Linked DNA regions of Mus musculus: all the other regions are linked to region 1. Evidence: chromatin contacts called from public HiChIP or PLAC-seq data. All regions are on one chromosome and are shown on one strand. The core of a region is the stretch at or near the end of the contact, and the rest is flanking DNA. Distances in the headings are between cores, read along the strand shown.

Region 1 (4,238 bases), core at 1,119-3,618:
GTGAAGTTGATCCTCTTTTCCCACCTTTACTTGGGTTCTGGCGCCAGAACTAAAGTCTTCACACTTGTACAGTGGGCACCTTGACTCACTGAGCTGCCTGGCTGGTCTTGTTGCCTGTTTATTCTTCTCTTTTCAAAGTATATCTTCTAGAATTTTCCAGATTATATATGAATCTCATATGTGTGATCTTTATTTTTATCGCTGGGCACTGCTGCCTCCAAACACCTCTTGCATCTGTCCTAACATTTCTGATCTTGGTATCATCACATTAGCCCGTTCTCTTGTTCCATCACTCCCAGAATGTCATCTTAGTTCCCTAAAGACTTCTAAGCCTTCTAATTTGATCTGCAGACACTGGCCAAGTTTATCTGCCCATGACACTGCTTTTATCATGACACACTCCTAGGCAAAGACTAAGCCCAGCTCCCATCGCTGCCTCCCCAAAGTCCAACTGCTTAATTAACAAACTGATAATAGGCCCCACTTTAAAACCATAGTGTGCACTTCATCTAATACTTCCAAAAGCTTAGCGCCTAGACTGCCAGGCTCTTTCCTCTTTCAACCAAACCGAAAAGATGGCAGCATTGAGCTGAGCTGGGAGGTGGGAGGGGGAGATGCAGCTAGGACTGAAAAGCTTGTTAAGATGACCAAAACATCCAAACAGCAATTCTTTACTCTGGGGTTGGATTATAGCAATCATCCGGGCCAGATCTGTGAGTCGACAGAGCATTGGACTTGAGAAAGTAAACTGTTACATTTTATCTGGGAAAACCCAAACAGGAGAACCAACCAATAAGAAAAGTTTATGCAAAACAGGCTCTCTTGTTCATCCATTCTAAACATCCGTACATGTTATGTATCATTTCATCAGGAATTGGGGAAACATGGCTGAGTATGATGGTTCACCCCATGATCCTATGACCTGGGAAGCCAAGGAAGGAGGATCAGTTACCAAGTGCTTGAGGATCGGTGGACTATAGCTTGAGACAATGTATCCAAAATAAATAAATAATAAACAAGGTGGCTGGATATGAACCGAATTGCCACAATCTACAGAACTGTGACACCATTATCATCATAGTAATAATAATGGCGATGATGAAGATTTCAGAGGCTGTAGAGATGGCTCAGCAGTGTTTTTACTGATGAGCGGAATTCTGTTCCCCAGAACCCACACCAGGCACCTCACAACCAATTGTATACAAGCTTGGGAAGCAAATCTCCAGTTTGCTTCAGAATGCATCTCAAACGACATGAGCTTCAAGCTGTACTGTCTTGTACAGTATTCTAGTTTCTCTCCTTTCTATACAAATCGAATGTCTGGTCAAATACTGCTGAGCAAAGTTGTATGATAACAAGTCCTGAAAGAAGACCCTTTCACATGCCGCTGTGTATTGTTGGTTTTAGATAATATAGTCTAGCCAGTGCTTTAACCGGGTTTTCAGTAAATCGGGTAGGAACATACCAAGGTAATATTGTTAATGTAAGGGTCGGGGTTAGCAAGAGCTCTTTCTCAACTGTGGGGCTGTATGTGGCTTCTTAATCGGCTGGGGATCTTTTTCCGAGAAGCTTAAGGGCTCTCCAAAACGGCTGGACTTTGATGTCTACTGATTTCAACTACAACTGCTGTAAGCTTAGCGGGCGGGCAAGGAAGCAGGCGTCCGCCCGCCTCCTTGGCGTTGTCTCCGACGCTAAGGCAGGCTTGAAGCCTGAAGCTCCACTCCTCCTCCTCACCCTCTGGACGCTCTGGCAATGAAAACACCACCACGTGGCCTGCTGCCTTTGCCTCGCGCACCTTCGGCCAATGGCAAACGGTTTCTCCGACTAGGGGGCGGGTCGTCAACAGCTGTCCCGCCCACTAGCCCTATTGATTGACTAAAAGAGTTGGTGGCCAATCCTGGCTGTCTGCGGAAGGCTCTGTTCGGTCAGCAGTTCTGTTCCCAGTGATAAAGAGGCGGGGTGGGGACAGAGACGGCCTGGAGAGGGGGCGGGGCTACCAAGCTAGGTAGAAGGAGGCTCGGGGCGGGGCCTGGTTGGCTCAGGGCGGAGCTAGGGCTGTGAGGGGGTGGGGCTAGGTGCCCGAAGTGGAGAGGGCGAGGCTAAGTGGGAAATGTGTAGGGCGGGTCCTGAAGGTCCCAGGCAGGGCTAGAGCCGAGAGGGGCGGTACTTGAGGCAGGGGCGTGGCCTGGCTGTTTTAGGACCCAGCCGATTCTCTGAAGGAGGGGCGGGGGTTTGGAGTGGGGCGGAGCTAAATGGGAATCGTGTAAGGGCGGGGTCTTACGATGGAGGGGCGGAGCTAAGTGGTATCTGAGTGGGCGGGGTCTGTCTGGAGGCGAGCCCGGGGCGGGACCGACGCGGCAAGCCGGCCCACGGAGCCGGCGCGGGCGGGCTGCTGAGGTGGCTGTCCCCCGCTCAGAGCTGCGGCTTCTCGGGTCGAGCCCCCGATGGAGGCCGAAGCCGCAGATGCCCCTCCGGGCCGAGTGGAGGCGGCGCTCAGCTGCTTCTCTTTCAACCAAGACTGCACGTAAGCCACGGCGCCAGCCCCCTGGCCAGGGAAGTGGGGGACAGAATGTCGCCACCAAAGGGTGTTGTCCTGTAACGCAACTGGTGGCTAGCCGGGGCCTGCGCGCCGATGGTACCTCGGCAGGGCAGCCTGTGTCGCGGCGTTGCTCGGCTGTAGGGGTTTGAGCCCACCCAGACGACTGCCAGCCAGCGCCTGCCAGAAAGAGCCGGCTAGGGTGACCCAAACAAGTCAGCAAGGAGGGCGGAGGGGGGACCTTGAATGTGGGGGAGGGACTTGGTGTGGGCCACCTAGTGACCGAAAGGGAGATCAGGGACCAAAACAAAGGTGAGGGAAGGGAGGAATGTGCAACTTGACTCAAGAGGGAGGATGCAGAGAGTCGGAAAGATGAAGAAAAACTTTACCATTTGTCCTTGAGTATCTCAACGTGGCATTTGGGCAGGGCCTCGGACAAACAGTCAGTCTATCCCTGTGGCCCGACCAGCCCCAGCACTGGGCATCTTGGCTGGTCTCTTTGGCCGTAGGAAGCTTTTCTTTATTTGCCTTTCTGTGTTTACTCGCTGTCCACCCAGTCCCAGGAATCTCCTGGAAGCTCAGGAGCCCTTTCTCTGCCCCAGACAGCTTCCCATCCCTGAAGCAGGCGCTCCACCCTGTTGCTTTTAAGTGGCTTTTTAATGTTTCACTATGATGGTCAACGTTTAGACTTTGGTCCATAAACAAGGGATTGCTTGCCTGAGTTCTAGGCATCTGCAGGATTGAATCTTAAGACACAAGCTACTGTTTTCTTCCCTGTTTTTGTGCAAGCCAGCCTGGGGACCATATGGATTAATCTCTTTGGAATGTGGAGCCCTGAAGCATCAGGGCAGGGATGACCACTTCCCAGTGTCCCACTTCCGGCTGTACCAGTTTCTGCTCTGTTCCTGGTTTGGGCTCAGCTTCAGGCTTGTGCCTTGGCTGCTGCTAGCTGAACTGTGCTAATATTGAACATTCATTCGTTGGTGTAATTAAGGCCATAAGCAGCCCTGGTTTTCATTCCCTTTGTGTTTCTGTTTGAAAAACCCCTGCTCTGAACAATATGTCTTTGTTTGAAAAATCTGTGTGTGTAATCATATAATCCAGTAATTCGACAGCTTGGCTACATGAGTGACTCTCAGGCTGCCTCTGACCACAACCCACAATAAAAAAGTACATCTTACAACATCTCCCCATAGCCATAGATATGTAATATGCACAAACTATTAAGTGGGGTACCTTGTGGCATTTTCTTGGGATTTTGTTCTTGCTTGGTTTTAACGTTGTCTCATGTAATCCGGACAGCCTCAAGTTCCCTAGTAGAGGAGGATGAATGTCAAAGTTTCATCCTCCTGGCTCACGTTCTGGAATACTGACATTACAAGAAGTACCATCACACTCTGTTTGTATAGTGCTGATGATGGAACTCAGGGTACCCTATACATGCCAGACAAGTCCAGCCCCATTTCCTTGTGTGATAGGGTGAGCAGGGCAGGGGTAGGGAGCCTGCAGGGTACTGAGCCTAAGACCCAATGTCTCAGTCACCCTGAGCGAAGACTCAACCACCAAGCTATATGCCAGCCTGCAGGCACTGAAATTAGTATGTCTTTGTTTTTAAACCTGTTGAGTTGTTTGCGGGATTATCTCCTAAGAGGAGACTTAAATGCATGAGAGAATAGATCAAATTCTGATGTTTTGTAAGACA
Region 2 (4,238 bases), core at 978-3,477, 340 kb after region 1:
TCCCCTTCTTCCCCTCCCCCTTCCTCTCCCCCTCCTCCCTTTCCCCTTCTTCCCCTTCCCTTCCCCTTCCCTTTCTCTCTCTCTCTCTCTCTCTCTCTCTCTCTCTCTCTCTCTCTCTCTCTCTCTCTCTCCCTCTCAAAGATTTATTTATTATATGTAAGTACACTGTAGATTGTGAGCCACCATGTAGTTGCTGGGATTTGAACTCAGGACCTCTGGAAGGGCAGTCAGTGCTCTTAACTGCTGAGCCATCTCTCCAGCCCACAAGGTTCATTTCTTGCTCGTCTTATGTCTACTGTAGGCTATCTGCAGCTTAGACATGCCTTCTCTTACTTCAGGACCTAGGGTGGCAAGCCTAGGAACCAATGTGAGGTCATAGTATGCAGGAGTGAAGGGTTTATTTTGGCCCACACTTTGTGGTCACAGTCCATCACGGCAGGGAAATCATGACGGCAGGAGCGTGAGGCAGCCTGTCCCCCTGCAGCCGCCCTCAGGAAGCACTGGTGCTCAGCTTGCCTTGACGTCTCTGTTCAGTCCAGACCATGTGATGGTGCAGCCCACGTTCAAGAGGGGTTTTCCCACCTCAGTTAAACTTCTCTAGAAACTCCCTCATGGGCACGGCCACATAGTTGCCTCTTAGGTAATTCTGATCCAGACAAGTTGACAATAACAATTGACCGGCATGCTCACATGTGGCACTGGTGAGAGATCTGCCATTGCTTTCTTAGCCACTAACCTGTTCCTGTCTGACGTATTTGAGACAAAGAAACGTGGAGGGAACTTTCTAACACGCCATTGACATTTGTTTACAAGGCTTCTTTTGGTGTTCACAGGTGCCATCTTATTTTAACTTGGTGTGGCAGAAAGGCTCGGGGTCATAGTCCTTGTCCCTCCTGATCTTTTTAGTTGGGAAATGGAGGCTCGGAGAGGCTAACACTACTTGGTCAGGGTCACTTGGTTGGGCTAGAATGACTCAATTCTATTCAGCATAACACTTTTGTGTTTCTAGTGGGTTCCAGCCCTAAGCTGAGCCCAGGAGCAAGGAGATGGAATTGTCTCTTTCCCCAGCCCCTCCATGCCCTCTGCTACTTCTGTGCTCTGAGTGGGACAATCTCAGCCACCCACACCCTGACAAAACCCTTCCAGGAGCTGCCGCTCAGAGCTGTCTCAGTGGCTCCCACTTTCCTCCTCCAGAAGTCCTAGATAAGTCTGAGTACCCAGACTCTTCAGAGATTCCTCTCCTCACTTGAGGCTCTGTGGGACAGGGAATTCCTAAAAGACTCCTTTCTTCTGAGACACCAGTGTCCCCTTAACTCCATGACTTAACTCATGGATTTTAGATGTGGAATCCTACCACAAAACTAGATGGGCCATGTGGGCTTGCCTGTAGAGAGAGTTTTTGTCATGCTGAGCCCCTCCCGCTGTGTGTGTGTGTGTGTGTGTGTGTGTGTTCTTCCTCTTCCTTTTTTTCCTCCTCTTGTGGCTATGTGACTTGCTCATTCTTTTGTGGCCCAGCCTCGTAAATTACACACGCTATGCCCGACACTCTAGTGGTGGAAGTCAGCATAAAACTCCACCTGGTTCTAAGCGGGAGGGGAAACAGACCCCTCCATCCACAGGAAGGGCCTGGAGACACATTTCTGAATCACTACAGAGACCGTTTTTGATTTTGCTTCTGTTTTCATAATGTTTTCTCACAGTACGAACACCACAGGCAAGTCTGTATTTACTTGAGTACTCTTGCAACGCTTAGACTAAAAACCACTCAAAGGCTGGAGCTATGTTTTGACTCCCAGTAATTGGAACATAGTAGGAGATCAATAAATCCATGAATGAGCAGAAGATTAAACAAATGGAATTGTGAAAAAAAAAGTCACATGAGCAACTCGATGAATTCCTTATTTACTGGCTCTTTGGGATCTGTCACAGCTCTCCTGACCTCCGCACAGTGCTGCTGCTGAGCAAGTCCAGACAGGCCAGCTGGTCTCATTAAAGATGGGCTCCATTTACAAGGCTGGCTAGTATTATAGAAACCACGCAAACCTCAGGGTGCTTGTGGTCCATCCTCCCGAGGACTCCGGCTGGTTACGCTGGTAGAAAATCCATTAGGTTGTTAAGGGGAATAGGGGCAACAATGTTTCTATTTAATTTCCAGAGGAGGTTGGTAGAACACCCTCCTGGAATGGCTGCGCTGCTCACCCATCTGGCTCTCTGGATGCTATTATGCTCTTCACAGAACATTAACGAGGAAGTAAATCCACCACCTCTGTGTGAGGAGGGTGTTTGCGTCATCTCGTGTTGCCCGTTGCCTGGGAAAACAGACGTTAATAAATGTGAGCACAGCTAGCCTTGGAAGTGGGACTGGTGCTCTTGGCGTGATAATGAGTACTTCTTCCCTTCCGGAGGGGGAGGCCCGGCATCACTTCCTCCTGCGGTGGCAAAGGGGAGATGATTAGACAAAACAGGATAACCTTTTACAGTCCCCAGCAGGACTGAGAAAAGGCTATGACTTGTCACCGCCTCACTGGAGGGACAGGGAAGGACAAACAGGAGAAAAATAGGACTTCCTGAGACACTCGTTGCTCCAGCATAGCTCTGGTGTGGATTGTTACCCATCTGCCTGTTGGGATGTTGATTATCTTGTTTGCTGAAGCAGGGAAACCAGTATGAAGTCAGGGAGGCCACTGGGTCACATGATCATCTCTGCTCGCTTCGTAGTGACTTTGGTGACAGATCTGATTCTGGAGCTGGTCATGGTGACAGCACCTAAGTCATGCAGCCCAGTACCATGAAGAAGTGGAACACATTCTCAATTCCCAGAGAGGATGCAGCAGCCCACCCCCCCCGCCCCCACATACAGGGCCTTCCACTCCTCCTCTTCCTTCATCTTTTGTACTTAACAGTGAGTGACAGACTGTTAAGGAGCCCACCAAGACAAAGGGACCTCACCAAGTTGCTAGGATCGAATGAGTCCATGCATGTTGGAACGGTACCCGGAGCAAAAGAGTGATGTGCTATTGGCAGTGCTTGCTGTGTTTTTTATGTACATTCTTTGAGCAGGTGGGGAAAGCGGTCCAGGTCATCAGGAATGGGGGTCATCTTAGACCTTAAGATGTGAAGCACTGCTCGCCCTGAGCCTAGCTTTTGTGTTGTTTTAGGACTGGAAAGGAAAGGAACAAAGCCGACAGGTACGCGCTGGACTGCCAGGAGAAGGCGTATTGGCTGGTGCACCGAAGTCCGGTAAGTAAGGCTTCCCTTTCTCCCCTGACTCCTCCCCATTCTGTGCTCACCGCAGCACAGCTGCCTCTGGCTTCCCACCTTCTTGTCGCCAACAAGAGTTGAACTGGATTATCTGGTGTGGGCTGCCTTGTGCTGTGTCTTCTTGGTGGGGTCCTTACAGCTTGTCTGTCAGTGTTAAGTACCAAGCAACGGGAATCGACTCATCTTTTGTGAGGGTTTGGAATTTTTGTTGTTGAGGTTTAAGGAAATAAGAAGATCTGGGAACACAGGTCCCGAATGAGAAAAAAAACAAGACACTGAGAGCAGAGATGATGTCCTGTGCATCTCCAGACAGACAGACAGACACAGATGTCCTGTGCATCTCCAGCTCTGTCTTTTCCTCCCTGGTCCAGGTCAGCAGCTGGGAAGGGAGGAAGACAGGAGGACTGAGCACGCTTCTCAAGCTTCTCATTGCTCGGAGCACCTTGCTTCTTTGGCTTTTGGACTTCTATTTATTTTATGTGTATGAATGGTTTGCACTCATGCACGTATGTGCACCAGGTGTGTGCCTGGTGCCCCCCAGAGATCAGAAAAGGGTCTCGGATCCTCTGGTACTGGAGTTATAGATGTTTCTGGATCATACCTGTATATGGTGCTGGGAGCGGAGCCTGGCTCTTCTGAAAGATCAGCAGTGCTCTTTACCCATGAGCCATCTCTACAACCCAACTTTGGGACTTCCAATGGCTCCAACTTGGCTCCAAGAGACAGGTTGGCCACAATGGATGTAACCTGTCCCAGCTTGGTATTAGGAAATGGCAGTCTCATTTCCCAGCATTCCACTAGAGTTATCTCAGCTGCCTCAGTTTCCCTCTTGGGTTATAGAAAGTGCGAGAGGTTGACAGAGACTCCGGAAAGTGAAGCATCAAATGTTCTTATCAAAACAAATGTTCTTTCTCCTCCTCTTTTATTGACCTTGCCTCGCAATGACCAGACATGCTCAGAACAGGAAGTGAATGGAG
Region 3 (4,238 bases), core at 1,016-3,515, 260 kb after region 1:
TTGCACATCAAGTGTTGATACTCAGAGAGCACTTCTGCAGCTCCCCTCCCTCCAGGACCCACCCACTCAAGTCTCTGTTCTTTTCCCATGTTCTTTTTTGTTATCCATGAGCAAATTTTCAAAATCTTTTTATTTTATGAAAAAGAAAAGCCCATATTCCTTTTAGGACATTTTGTTCTGCTTCCACCCCTAAGACGTTAATTCTTTTGTCATTGCAGCTGCTATGTCCTCCTTGTGGTAGTTTATGTCACATACATTTTATTCCCTTTGTGGTTACCTCCAGCGATAGCTGACTTTGCCCCAGGCTCCCAGGAGGTCTGCTATGGGTCGTGAAATGGACTGCGTGAAAAGTGTGCTTCTTTCAAAGCTGTAGAGTTCTCTCCATTATGAGGTCATTTCTCGTGGTGTTTTCTTCATTTAGAACTCCATTAACATGCGTTGTCAGCTTTCAGTTCAAGGGTATGGCCCGTCGCGGTGGGTAAGGCAGGGGTGGAGGCAACTGGACATGTTGCATCAGCAGTCAGGAAGCCTGGCTTGGTTTCGGAGACAGGATATCACTATTTATATAGCCCACGCTGGTCTGGAACTCACTGTGTAGCCCTGTCAGTTCTTGAACCCTGGGTGGTTTTTCCATGTGGCCTCCCAAATGTTGGGTTTACGGAGATATGCAACCACGGCAGCTCTGCTGGTTCCTGGCTTCCTGGTCTCTTGCTGCGTTCTAGGCGCCATTGAAGGGTCTCTCATCTGTTAAGTAGTCTCCTGTTCTGCAGGAGAAAACAGAGACTCCCCGACCCTACAGTACAGCTGCCCAAGGTCAGCTTTCAAGGAGCGACGTGGATTCAAATCGTGCCGCCCCAACCTGCATCATCTTGAACAAACCCACTGATGCGCAAATCATGGGTGCTCCTTTTGGGAACACTCGGGGAGTATTTAGGGAACCTACACCAATCTTCATTAAGTTTTATTGTTAGATGGGTGGACAGATATCATACATCAGGGGCCTCTTGTAACATGTCCTTTTGTTAATGGGAGAATGAACTAGAAGAGTCTCCTTCCCCTTCACTTTCTTAGTGGTGCTGGGCATAGAACTTAGGACTTGTAGTGCCCTGTGCAAGTATGATATTACCATTGTACTACATCCCTCACCCCAATACTAAAAGTTGAGCGGTTAGCTCTCCAAACCACCCTCCGGGCTTTGCTTAAACCCTGAGTACATCCTGTGTAGTGTCTGCTGTGCTCAGGGAGTCCCCCACCCCCACTCTGAGCCCCTGGGCTGGGCAGGGCTGGGCAGAAGTTCCCTCCCAGTGCTGGGTTGGGCACTGTGCCCAGACGTAGGCTTTTCTAGGTCAGGCAGTTCTATCTTCAGCCTGGCCCTAGGATACAGCTTGTGTAAAGTGCAGACATCGAAGGCATGCTGTGTAAACACAGACTATCTCCCTCTCCAAAGTTTCCTTTTGGGGAAGCTCCTCAAACTGGGAGACTCCATTCCAACTCCTTATCGGCTTCAGCTTCCTACGCTGATAGAAGGAAGCTATTAAAGTTCGCTTCCTGGTATTGCCTTGACCCTACGGGGACAAGCTCCTGAAATGTCCCTCGGAGGAGAATTTTTTTTCACACTCCTCAAATCCATTTACTCAGCCTAAATCCCCACATCAAACAAGCCTGCAGGAACTTTGAACATGTTTCAGCCAAACCCTATGCCCTACCGTTTACTGTCTTACTCCAGCTGGCTTAAATGTGTTTGTTTGGCTCTTGTTGAACAGTCTCCTCTGCCTCTTCCACTCATTTATAAACATTTTCCCTTCTCAGTGTCTGCCAATCCTTTCACGGTCTCTCATATGGTTGTTTTAAGATAAAAATCATGTGTGTGTGTGTGTGTGTGTGTGTGTGTTGTGTGTGTTGTGTGTGTTGTGTGTGTTGTGTGTGTGTGTGTTGTGTGTGTGTTGTGTGTGTGTGGTATGTGTGTGTGTGTGTGTTGTGTGTATATTGTGTGTGTGTACATTCTTGGTGAGAGTGCAGGTATGTATACCATGCTGGTCATGTGGAGGCCAGAGAACAACTTCAGGCATCTGTCCTTACCTTGTACCTTGCCTGAGACAGGGTCTCCTGTCCACTGCAGTGCCCACAGGCTAGCTGGCTTCTCAGCCTCCGTGGACTCTCCCGTCTTTACCTCACAACTTGCCTTAGGGACTGGAGACATGCTCTCTGGCTCAGCTCTGAGTGGGTGCTGGCTGGCAATCCACACTCGCTTGGGTCTTCACACTTGCCCAGCAAGCATTTAACTCATTAGGTCATCCCACCCCCCACCCCACCCCCCAAAGCCTCACAAAGGTTCTGCTTGCCTGTGTAAACAGTCTCATTCTTCCCCGTGCCCTTCTGATTATAAAAGACTCAGTCCTCACATCTGACTGGAGGAAAGAATGGGGTGCGGGGCATGAGGGGGAAGGGAAGGCAACAGATATCATAAAGAGTGAGCTAAGAACAATCCTAGTGTTCCCTAGGACTCTTTCTTTTCTCTCTCTCCCATCTGAACTGTGGGGCCCGGTCTCTGGCTCACACAGGATAGCACGCCAACATGGTTCCTTTTGTAATGTGATTTGGATGTGCAGTGTCCCCCACAGGCTCCTGTGTTTGAGCACTTGGTCCTCAGCAGGTGACGCTGTTTGGGAAGGTTGTAGAACCTTCAGAAAGTGAAACCTTATTGGAGGAAGCAAGCCGCTGGGGGCCCTGACCTTGAGTTCTTATTGCCTGGAAGCCCCATTTCCTGTCTGTTCTCAGCTTTCTGACTAGAGACTCAATGTAACTTGCTATCTCACATTCCAGCCATGGCTTCATCCCCATCATGACAGACTTCAAGCTATAAGCTAGGATCAACCCTTCTCTTAAGTCCTCCTCCTTCTCCCTCCCCCTCCTCCTCACCTTCTTCTTTCCTCTCCCCTTCCTCTTCCTCCCCCTCTTCTTTTTTCTTCTCCTCTTCCTCCTCCCCCTTTCCCTCCTCCTCCTCTTTCCCCTCCTACAATTTTCCTTCTACTTCTTGAGACAGGACCACCCATATCTCTGGCTGTCTTCAAACTTACCATTAAACCAGAGAAAGCCCATGAACTTCTAACCCTCATAAGTGCTGAGATCACAGGTACATACCACCATGTTCATTTTTTGTAGTCCTTGGAGCTGAACCCAGAACTCAACCACGATACATCCTGAGTCCTTAAATCATTTCTTGTCAGATATTTAGTCATCAACAAGAAAAGTAGCTAATAATGAGTGTTCCTGTCCTTCTGTAGCCCCCTCCCCAAATAGACAGGGCCATCCTGGGTAAACAAGGTGGTATAGGGGGACTTCTGAAGGTAGATCATAAAAGACACCATAGCTTCTGTATTCTCTTGAGTCACCTGGCAGGGGAGAAGCTGGCTGCCATCTTGTGGGGACACTCAAGTGGCCCCCTGGAGAGAGATCGTGTGGCAAAGAGTTGATGCTTCTTGCCTATAGGCAACACCAACACAGAGGCCACACCAGTATCAGAAACAGACCCTTGTTCCGTGGTTCTCAACCAGTGGGTCGAAAATCCTTAGAAGTCATATATCAGATATCCTGCATATCAGATATTTGTGTTACAATTCACACCAGTAGCAAAATTACAGTTATGAAGTAGCAATGAAATAATTTCATGGTTGTGGTAAGGAACTGAATTAAAGGGTTGCAGCATTAGGAAGGTTGAGAGTCACTGCAGCTCAACCCTAGGCAGGTAACAATGCCTGTGACCTCACAAGAGACCCTGGGTGGGGCCCCGAGGCTGAACTACTTCCAAATTCTAGAGCTTCTGGAACTATATAAAATAGTGTCCATTGTTATGGTAAAACTACTACGTTTCAGAGAGATTTAGAATATAACAGATAACCAATTTGAAGGCTGGAAATGTAACTTAGTTGGTACCATGCTTTCTCGGCTTGAAGGAAGTCCTGAGTTCCATCCCCAACATCACATAAACCTGAGTATGACGGTGCCTGCCTGTAATCTTAGCGCTTGGGATGTGGAGGTGAGAGGATCGGAAGTCCAAAGTCATGCCTAGCCACACGGAGCCAGCCTGAGAGACAGGAGCATGAGAATCTACCTAAAACAAAACTAGACAAAGCAACAACGCCATCAGCCAAGCTGCAGAGATGACTCGGTGGCTAAGGGTACACATTACACTTGTGGAGGACCTGAGTTCAGTTCCCGGCATATAGTCAGGTGGTATG

Evidence for each region. HiChIP or PLAC-seq counts read pairs in DNA pulled down with a chosen protein or histone mark.
Region 2: an H3K4me3 HiChIP or PLAC-seq map of bone marrow-derived macrophages shows a contact between it and region 1, with 6 times the contacts expected there. The contact joins the enhancer-like site here to the promoter of Wipi1 in region 1. A contact is called at or near these places in 6 of 39 promoter capture datasets (the C10 cell line, the HPC-7 cell line, cranial neural crest and 3 more), 1 of 15 datasets of contacts at CTCF or cohesin (CD8 T cells), 3 of 484 Hi-C or Micro-C datasets (the N1E-115 cell line, bone marrow-derived macrophages and forebrain), 9 of 115 datasets of contacts at active chromatin or transcription factors (acute myeloid leukemia, bone marrow-derived macrophages, craniofacial prominence and 4 more) and 4 of 9 other capture datasets (adipose tissue, liver, macrophages and 1 more).
Region 3: an H3K27ac HiChIP or PLAC-seq map of acute myeloid leukemia shows a contact between it and region 1, with 4 times the contacts expected there. The contact joins the promoter of 1700096J18Rik here to the promoter of Wipi1 in region 1. A contact is called at or near these places in 14 of 39 promoter capture datasets (the 3T3-L1 cell line, 3T3-L1-derived adipocytes, the C10 cell line and 8 more), 2 of 15 datasets of contacts at CTCF or cohesin (the G1E-ER4 cell line and large pre-B cells), 16 of 484 Hi-C or Micro-C datasets (B cells, the Ba/F3 cell line, the G1E-ER4 cell line and 8 more), 21 of 115 datasets of contacts at active chromatin or transcription factors (the HPC-7 cell line, acute myeloid leukemia, astrocytes and 14 more) and 3 of 9 other capture datasets (adipose tissue, liver and pancreatic islet).

The regions. Positions count from the first base shown.
Region 1 is chr11:109,609,519-109,613,756 of GRCm38.p6, reverse strand. Wipi1 (WD repeat domain, phosphoinositide interacting 1) reads left to right here and starts at 2,368. Exons shown (of 13, transcript NM_145940.2): 1 at 2,368-2,524. The coding sequence starts at 2,445. It overlaps Gm11685 (a long non-coding RNA gene), which reads right to left and starts at 570. Exons shown (of 3, transcript XR_880280.2): 1 at 1-570.
Region 2 is chr11:109,267,925-109,272,162 of GRCm38.p6, reverse strand. It overlaps Rgs9 (regulator of G-protein signaling 9), which reads left to right. Exons shown (of 19, transcript NM_011268.2): 8 at 3,159-3,240. Among named protein-coding and RNA genes, the nearest start is that of Rgs9, 28 kb to the left of the region's middle. Within about 2 kb of position 2,227, at least 84 of the 459 cell types and tissues checked have an H3K27ac peak or open chromatin away from gene starts, as enhancers often do. A contact at or near this core is called in CD8 T cells, the HPC-7 cell line, the N1E-115 cell line and 4 more, where this site is marked.
Region 3 is chr11:109,344,894-109,349,131 of GRCm38.p6, reverse strand. It overlaps 1700096J18Rik (RIKEN cDNA 1700096J18 gene), which reads right to left and starts at 2,265. Exons shown (of 2, transcript NR_027883.1): 1 at 2,080-2,265.